Linked DNA regions of Pan troglodytes: region 2 is linked to region 1. The links are chromatin contacts, called in public Hi-C maps. All regions are on one chromosome and are shown on one strand. The core of a region is the stretch at or near the end of the contact, and the rest is flanking DNA. Distances in the headings are between cores, read along the strand shown. Region 1 has its middle 12 kb from the start of SERPINB1. Region 2 has its middle 29 kb from the start of SERPINB9.

What was found. Hi-C and Micro-C count contacts between places; a contact is called where the count stands out from the background.
Region 2: a Hi-C map of induced pluripotent stem cells shows a contact between it and region 1, with 1.9 times the contacts expected there. The contact joins two enhancer-like sites. A contact is called at or near these places in 3 of 7 Hi-C or Micro-C datasets (induced pluripotent stem cells and stem cell-derived neural progenitor cells) and 1 of 1 other capture datasets (stem cell-derived neural stem cells).

Annotation. Positions count from the first base shown.
Region 1 is chr5:8,798,214-8,802,492 of NHGRI_mPanTro3-v2.0_pri, forward strand. No RefSeq gene overlaps it. Among named protein-coding and RNA genes, the nearest start is that of SERPINB1, 12 kb to the left of the region's middle. Within about 2 kb of position 1,953, at least 15 of the 24 cell types and tissues checked have an H3K27ac peak or open chromatin away from gene starts, as enhancers often do. A contact at or near this core is called in induced pluripotent stem cells, where this site is marked.
Region 2 is chr5:8,876,952-8,881,230 of NHGRI_mPanTro3-v2.0_pri, forward strand. No RefSeq gene overlaps it. Among named protein-coding and RNA genes, the nearest start is that of SERPINB9, 29 kb to the left of the region's middle. Within about 2 kb of position 1,795, at least 5 of the 24 cell types and tissues checked have an H3K27ac peak or open chromatin away from gene starts, as enhancers often do. A contact at or near this core is called in induced pluripotent stem cells, where this site is marked.

The DNA.
Region 1 (4,279 bases), core at 703-3,202:
GCGTGTTCACATAGTGCGGAGCTGACTCTCTATATGAAGCGTGTTCACACGGTGCAGTGCTGACTCTCTGTATGACGCATGTTTACACAATGAGGTGCTGATCTTCTGTATGAAGCATGTTCACATGGTGCAGTGCTGACTCTGTTTGAAGCGTGTTCACACAGTGAGGTGCTGACCTCATGTATGAAGCATGTTCACACAGTGCAGTGCTGACTCTCTGTCTGAAGCATGTTCACACGGTGCGGTGCTGACCCGACCCTATGTATGAAGCGTGTTCACACGGTGCAGTGCTGACCCGTCTGAAGCGTGTTCACATAGTGCAGAGCTGACTCTCTATATGAAGCGTGTTCACCTGGTGCAGGACAGACTTTCTGCATGAAGCATGTGAACATAGTGCGGGGCTGACTCTCTGTATGAAGCGTGTTGACATGGTGTGGTGCTGACCCTCTGTATGAAGCGTGTTCACACAGTGCAGTGCTGACCTGTATGAAGCGTGTTCACCTGGTGCAGGACAGACTCTCTGCATGAAGCATGTTCACATAGTGCAGGGCTGACTCTCTGTCTGAAGCATGTTCACACGGTGCGGTGCTGACCCGACCCTATGTATGAAGCGTGTTCACATAGTGCAGAGCTGACTCTCTATATGAAGCGTGTTCACACGGTGCAGTGCTGACTCTCTGTATGACGCATGTTCACACAATGAGGTGCTGATCTTCTGTATGAAGCATGTTCACATGGTGCGGTGCTGACTCTCTGTATGACGCATGTTCACACAGTGAGGTGCTGACCTCATGTATGAAGCATGTTCACACAGTGCAGTGCTCTCTGTTTGAAGCGTGTTCACACAGTGAGGTGCTGACCTAATGTATGAAGCATGTTCACACAGTGCATGTGAAACCAGAACCAATAGTCGAACCCAAGCAGAAGTCTTGACCAAGCACTTCCCTCCTGGGAATGCACCATGATATCACCACACCGAAGGCCAGGCTGGCAAATAGGGACATTTAAGTGACATTTAAGCTCGTGGTGGCCCTATGAGGAGTCATTGCTGACTGAGATGGGATTTTAAGGTGTTGCCTGCCTGTGTGTTCTCAGACCCTCTCCTGAAGCCCCACCCCTTCCCCTGATCCTCTCCTGGGACCCCCCCTCCCCTATCCCTGACCCTCTCCTGGAGCCCCCTCCCCCCTCCCTGTCCCTCTCCTGAAGTCCCCTCCCCTGACCCTGTCCTGGGACCCCCTCTCCTTTCCCTGACCCTCTCCTGGAGTCCCCTCGCCTTTCCCTGACCCTCACCTGAAGTCCCCTCCCCTTTCCCTGACCCTCTCCTGGAGCCCCCTCCTCTCTCCCTGTCCCTCTCCTGAAGTCCCCTCCCCTGACCCTCCCCTGACCCTCTCCTGGGACCCCCTCCCCTTTCCCTGACCCTCTCCTGGGACCCCCTCCCCTTTCCCTGACCCTCTCCTGGAGCCCCCTCCCCTCTCCCTGTCCCTCTCCTGAAGTCCCCTCCCCTGACCCTCACCTGGGACCCCCTCCCCTTTCCCTGACCCTCTCCTGGGACCCCCTCCCCTTTCCCTGACCCTCTCCTGGAGCCCCCTCCCCTCTCCCTGTCCCTCTCCTGAAGTCCCCTCCCCTGACCCTCTCCTGGGACCCCCTCCCCTTTCCCTGACCCTCACCTGGGACCCCCTCCCCTTTCCCTGACCCTCTCCTGGAGCCCCCTCCCCTCTCCCTGTCCCTCTCCTGAAGTCCCCTCCCCTGACCCTCACCTGGGACCCCCTCCCCTTTCCCTGACCCTCTCCTGAAATGCCCTGCCTGCACCATTGTCTTATATTTTTCTCATGGTTAGACTGGGGTTATGGTTTTTTCTGGGAAAGGCCACAGAGGTAAAGTGCCATCTCACTGTGTCATATTCAGGGTCCATGCCATCAACATGACTCATCAGTGCTGACGCGGTGATGACCTGGGGGACGCAGTGTTTCTCAGGTTCCCCCACTGAGCCTCCGCAACTCCAGTAGTGACAAACCGCTCCACCCACCGCCATCCATTTTCGTAATTGTTCAATTGCTAGTATCACATTTCATCAAGAGACGCATAGCAGAGTCCAACCAAGACTCCATGATAGAGAAACCAGGTAAGAACTACTGTCTCGGCGCAACTGGAGGAGACGATATTTCTTGCCTGGTTTCCCTATCGTGGGAACTGAGTCCCCCCCCAGTTTCGTTTCCTCCATCGAGCTAATTACTGAGGCTGCTTAGCAGCCTCCGGAGTGAGCACAGCGGAAACTATCATTAGGGAACTTTGAACGTTTCTGTGAAATGCCAACAGGAAATGTTTCGGCATTTTCAAAATATTTAGAAAATTCCCTGTTCAGTTACAAAAGTGAATCTGAATCTTACCCTGCAGAAGTTAAACTGCTCCCTCTTCCGGATGAAATTACCTTTGTAATTTCTTTTTACAACCTACAGCCTATTGTGCTTGGGTTTCCAAATAGTTTAAAGTTCCCTTGTCCCTTACTTTGTGTCAAGGGGGTGTTTGTGCCTTAAAGGGAAGATCCTGTGCCTTAAAGGAAACCAGAACTGATAGTCGAACCCAAGCAGAAGTCTTGACCAAGCACTTCCCTCCTGGGAATGCACCATGATATCACCACACCGAAGGCCAGGCTGGCAAACAGGGATGTACATGCAGGGGAGACGAGAACTTCTCCCGTGAGAAACAGCACAGTCCAGCCATATGAACCCGCAGCTCAGGAAGTATTGTTCACTTTTACTGTTCTCTCTTAGGGAAGGGCATTCTCAAAACGTTTCCGCACAAGCAGACCATCCCTTTTATTTTCCCACATCGTCTGTCTCCTTTTCTTCTGCTTTCAGAATGTCTCAAGAGTATTTACAAGAGTTGAGCAACACAGGCATCTTTATCTGGGGTCTTTATCCACAGAGCAGAGGACAGGAAGTCGTCACTACAGAGACGAAGCGATGTATGGTTTGACCCAGTGGAGGACTTTGTTAGGGTGGAGGTGTGAGTGTGAATGTGGGACATCCAGGACAGTGGAGGGTAACCACTGGAGAGGAGGTCTGGGGACAGTTTGGGAGCAGCCAAATATAAAATAAGCATTTCTGTTCTAAATCCAAAAGAACATTCTACGCTGCTGTAATCTCCAGTGTACCTCAGAGATCCTAAAGTTTCCTGAAGTTGTTTGAAAGTCACGGCCGATGTAAAGTGAAAGCACACACATATCTGTAAGCTCTGAGCTCAGGATTTCACGTGAGGTCCTTTGTTCGGGAGGCAGGGGGGTTCTCCCTGCTGCTGGCTGAGGTCACTGCATTCAGTGTGACAGGAGACAGCACAATACAGCAAAGCAGCTGGAGGGATTGCCTTGTAGAGTGGAAGACCTTCCGCAGAACAGAACGCTCTCTGTCCTGTTCTGCTGGAGAATGAAAAGGGATGGGTGGCCTGCGTGAAACCTCTTTATGGGGCTTGTGCGTTCTGACACTGTGACCGCCGAGGCCACAGCTGCCTTTGTTTCTTCCTCTCTGACCTCCATGAAGGGCTAGCGCACAAACTTGGACAGGGACGGCTTTATCTCTTGGGTGATATTCTGGAAAAGTCAGTCTTGACTTAGTCAAAGGCATCAGTAATTCCCCAACAGCTGAGAGCAGACTCCATGCTGTGGTTTTCTTCTAACTTGAATCGAGGAGACTTCCACATCTTTGCTATCCATTGCGCCTGGCTTTGTCCACTCGCTGACTTCTTCATATATAAGCTCGTTTTCCACCTGGAAGAAAAGAGGAGAGAGCCTTAGGGCCCCAGCATTGGGTCCGCACCGAGGCCTACACTGCTCCCCCCATTCCCACCTAGGACCATGGCATCCGAGTCCTCTCTCCCTGTGGGAGGCTTTCACAGAGGTTCACATGGGCCCAGGCCACTATGATTTTCTGAGTCTCCTTGTTTAATAAAGAAAATGAAGTGCCAAATATTGTGGTATGTTTTAAAATTTTGTATTTAACAAGTGATCTTTCAAAAATGCAATGCAATCTAATTGTGCTATTCCGAAGTTAAGCATAGGATTTAGAAAACATTCTTATGGCATTTCTTTCATGGAACATGAGCTTAACTTTTATCATTAAAGTAATTTCTGTCCATCTTTTCAGTGTATCTGTCTCTGTGACTCTAAGTATAGTAAGATTACTAGGAAAGAATTTCAACATTTTAACTTTGAGGCCCTATGTGAGGCCCAAGATAAGCCCCACGCACCCCCATTCCCAGCCACAGGCTCTGCTGCCTGGCACCT
Region 2 (4,279 bases), core at 545-3,044, 79 kb after region 1:
TTTTGAGATGGAGTCTCGCTCTGTTGCCCAGGCTGGAGTGCAATGGCACGATCTCAGCTCACTGCAACCTCCGCCTCCCAGGTTCAAGCAATTCTCCTGCCTCAGCCTCTCAAGTAGCTGGGATTACAGGCACATGCTGCCACACTGGGCTAATTTTTTGTATTTTAGTAGAGACGGGGTTTCTCTGTGTTGCCCAGGCTGGTCTCGAACTCCTCAGCTCAGGCAATCTGCCCGCCTCAGACTCCCAAAGTGCTGGGATTACAGGCCTGAGCCACCATGCCCAGCCCTTGGAAGAGTTTTTTAAAGGTTATAAAATTACATTTCCAAGTGTTAAAAATAAGTATATGAGTTTTAACATCATTTTGTAGCAATAACATCATTTAACAAGGGAAAGAAAAACTTTCAAATAGATGTTTTAAAATGATCATTCCACCCTCTTTCAATAAGATGCATCTTTACCTACTAAGGCAATCCATTACAGTTTTTCAAAAATATTTGCTAGGTATTCCACTAATAGCCACTTTTGACAGAACAGGTCATTACATTTGGAATTCTTGCTATTCAAAAAGAAAAAAAATGTAAATATCAAATTAACCAACCCTCTTTTCAAAGATCATTAGCAAATGAAAGCAGGCCACTGAAGAGAAATGTTGGAGAATGCTTGCTGACCCAGGAACGTGTGGAACCCGGTGGACCTCAATTCAAAAAGCATCACATTAATTAGTTTGTCGGATTTTTCTGTTTGAAGGAGCTTGTGAGAGAAACGTGTTTCGGACATGATCCCACCTGGAAGCTGCCATTAGTGTCTCCTTAGTGCCTTGTTGAATGAGAAACCCTATTAATTCCAGGGGTATTACCTGGAAGTATTAAATGACAAGGAGTTGGGTGGCAGTTAGGGAGGCCTGTTTGTCTTCTAAATGTATCCATTCCTTTTTGGGGTGCTTTGACTGCATGCAATGCAGACAGGAAAATTAAATAGGAAATATAATCCTCATCTCCTCTTGGAATACGGCATGTCAGCAGGATGACCATACAGCATGGCTTGTCTGGGACAGTCCCAGTTATACCTGTTGCCTTGGTATCCTGCCTGGGTCAGCATTTGTCACAGGCTTTTCATTTTCAATGAAGTATTGTTAGTAACAGCTACAGGAGGGGGGTTGGCAGGTCTTTACTTTGTACTGTGAGCTCCCACTACACTTACACCTGTCAGGGTCCACTCAGGAGACAAAGCCACATCAGTTATGTGAACAGAGGAGAATATAAAGGATTGTTAGTTAGGAAAAGGGGCACAGAAGCAGCATGTGAAAAAGGGGCAGCTGTTACCCACAGGCCCAGTGAGAGTGGATGAGGAAAGACTAAAGTGTTAGGAGACCTTTACCCCACCCCCACCCCACACACACTTCGGGCTGAAACTCAGATCTTTTTGAAGAGGATGCAGCTGCCACAGAAACATGCAGCTGCTGCTGGCAGAGTGCATGGGTCAGAGTGGGCCACCAGGAGCTGTCTGCCATTGCCAGAGGGTGTGGCAGGCCAGAGCCGTCCGCAGAAGGGGTGTGGCAGGCCAGAGCCGTCCGCAGAAGCAAAAGGCCAGGTAGGGACACAGCTGCCTGAGGTTGCAGCTGTTGCGACTGCAGAAATGGCTGTTGTGTGGAGAAAACATGAGAATGAGGCTAGAGATGGTCTGTGTGGGCTGCTGGACCCTGCACTGAGTGGTTACAGGAGAACCAGAACTGGGAACGACAGGTGTCTTTCTACCGGGCTTTCCTGGCAGTGTCTCACTGGCATCCTCTAGTGACGAAGCATAGCATTGTGCCATCTAGGGAAGTGACAGCAACTCCAGGGTTACATGAGAGGAGGCTCTAGAGCCAAGAGACAATCAATTGCTAAGTGACTCAGCAGGTGTAGGATGCTCACTTTAATCTTGGTTAAATCTGACAGGCAACTTGTGAGTCTGATCCTTTCCAGAAGTCTCCCCCTTCAAGGACAGGACATAAGGAACTCACTCACTGATAAAACAACTTAATCCTTGTTCACAAGCAGCTAGGGACAGCTACGTCCTTCTGGACTCTAGTACTGTGGAGATAATTATTTGGGACTGCTTTCCCCTGACAGCCACTGGGTTGTAATGTGGCTCGTGCTGTGGCTTTTGAGAAGCCATCATTTGGCAGAGTCAGTTGGAAACATGGAAAAGTATAGTTTAGGTACACAGTTTAAACTATAATTTAGGCATATTTAAATAGAGGCTATATAAAAATAGAGGCATATTTAAATAGAGGAAATAGAGGCTATAAATTATTATAGATATAAGCCCAAACTCTTTTGCTACAGTGGTTTTGTTATTCATTATATAGGAAAATCTACAGCCATTTATTTTATTGTTTGACTATACTTTTTTACTTAATTTTATTTATTTTGAGACAGAGTCTCACTGTGTCACTCAGGCTGGAATGCAGTCGCACCATCTCGGCTCACCACAACCTCCGCCTCTCAGGTTCAAGAGATTCTCCTGCCTCAGCTTCCCAAGCGCTGGGATTACAGGCGCCCGCCAGCATAACTGGCTAATTTTTTGTATTTTTAGTAGAGACACGGTTTCGCCATGTTGGCCAGGCTGGTCTCGAGCTCCTGACCTCAGGTGATCCACCTACCTCGGCCTCCCAAAGTGCTGGAATTACAGGCAAGAGCCACCGCACCCAGCCTGTTTGGCTATACTTTAATTTTGCAATAAATCCTTTTAGCAAACAGTGAGCTCAAAAATTAAGTACTGAATTTTCATATCACAAGAGGTGGAATGTTTAGTGTGCACAAAATGTTGCTGCTTACCACTCACCAGTGGCACCATAGTGCTATCTCTGACCATGTAAAAACGATAAGATGCTAATCTATAAGGAAATACTAGCACCTCCTTCAAAAGTTAGAACTTATTTTAAGAAAATTCTGGCCGGGCACGGTGGCTCACCCCTGTAATCCCAGCACTTTGGGAGGCCGAGGCAGGTGGATCACAAGGTCAGGGTTTGAGACCAGCGTGGCCAATATGGTGAAACTCTGTCTCTACCAAAAATACAAAAATTAGCCAGGTGTGGTGGCAGGTGCCTATAGTCTCAGCTACTCTGGAGGCTGAGGCAGGAGAATCGCCTGAACCTGGGAGGCGGAGGTTGCAGTGAGCCAAGATAAACGTCACTGAACTCCAGCCTGGGTGACAGAGTGAGACTCAGTCTCCAAAAAAAAAGAAAGAAAGAAAGAAAGAAAGAAAATTCTGTCCAAAGATAATAATCTATCAAGTGCATTGCAGAGGATATATTTATATATTAGTTTGTAAAGCAGGCTGTTCATTTGATCAAATGTCTGCTATTTGAAGTTAATTTCTGTCATTTTCAAAAAGTAAAGCAATACATGGACGCATTGGCTGCATTAGCAGAAGAAAAACTTTCATTTGTTCAAGTGTCATCAGATGTTTCAAATTAAAAAGCAGTGTAAGGTTTTCATCTAATTCATGGATAGAATTAAAAATAAGCTTTTAGAAGTTCCCTTTCCCACAGGGAAAATATATAATATGTTGTGAATAAATGCTGTTAAAAATGTAGTTAAGCCTGGGCAACAGAGTGAGACTCCATCTCAAAAAAAAATTAGTTAAAATGTGCATCAGGGAAGGTTTTCATACAAATCAAATTTGATGAGTCACAACCTTGGAGCTGGTTAAGATGAACACACATTTTGAATTTTATTAATCAAGCCGCAGTATTCTTCTGTTCAAAATAGCATCTTGTAGTTATCAAAATTTATGAATTTTCTTTATATAGTTACTACAGAATATTTGTGATGAAGCTGCTGATGAATACAAATATGATATGATATTGATGATGTATTGATGGCAGCGCCTGCTTTTCGTCTTTGCTGCCCATGAGCAATTGAAATGTAGTTGTGTGTGCTCTTTTGGAGAACGATTTTAAATCAGCCGAAATGCTCTGTAATGTTACTAACCTTCTTTGAACTGAGTCCTCTAAATTTCAGGTGCATTTTGTTCAAAATCAGTTAGAAATAGTCAAAATATTCAGAGTGAAGCACCCAAAAATGTAATTTTGGAGGCTTTTAGCTACTTGAAATCATAGAAAACAAAGTTTGCAAACAGGAAGATATTCAAAGTTCTACAAAACCAAAGGAGAAACTAATTAAACAGCATCAGCTTAATAGTGAATAGGACTTAACTTTCTCAAATTCTGTAATTGAATTTTGGCGTATCTTGACTTGGAGGAAGAAACTTTAGATGGACTTCCTATTTTTA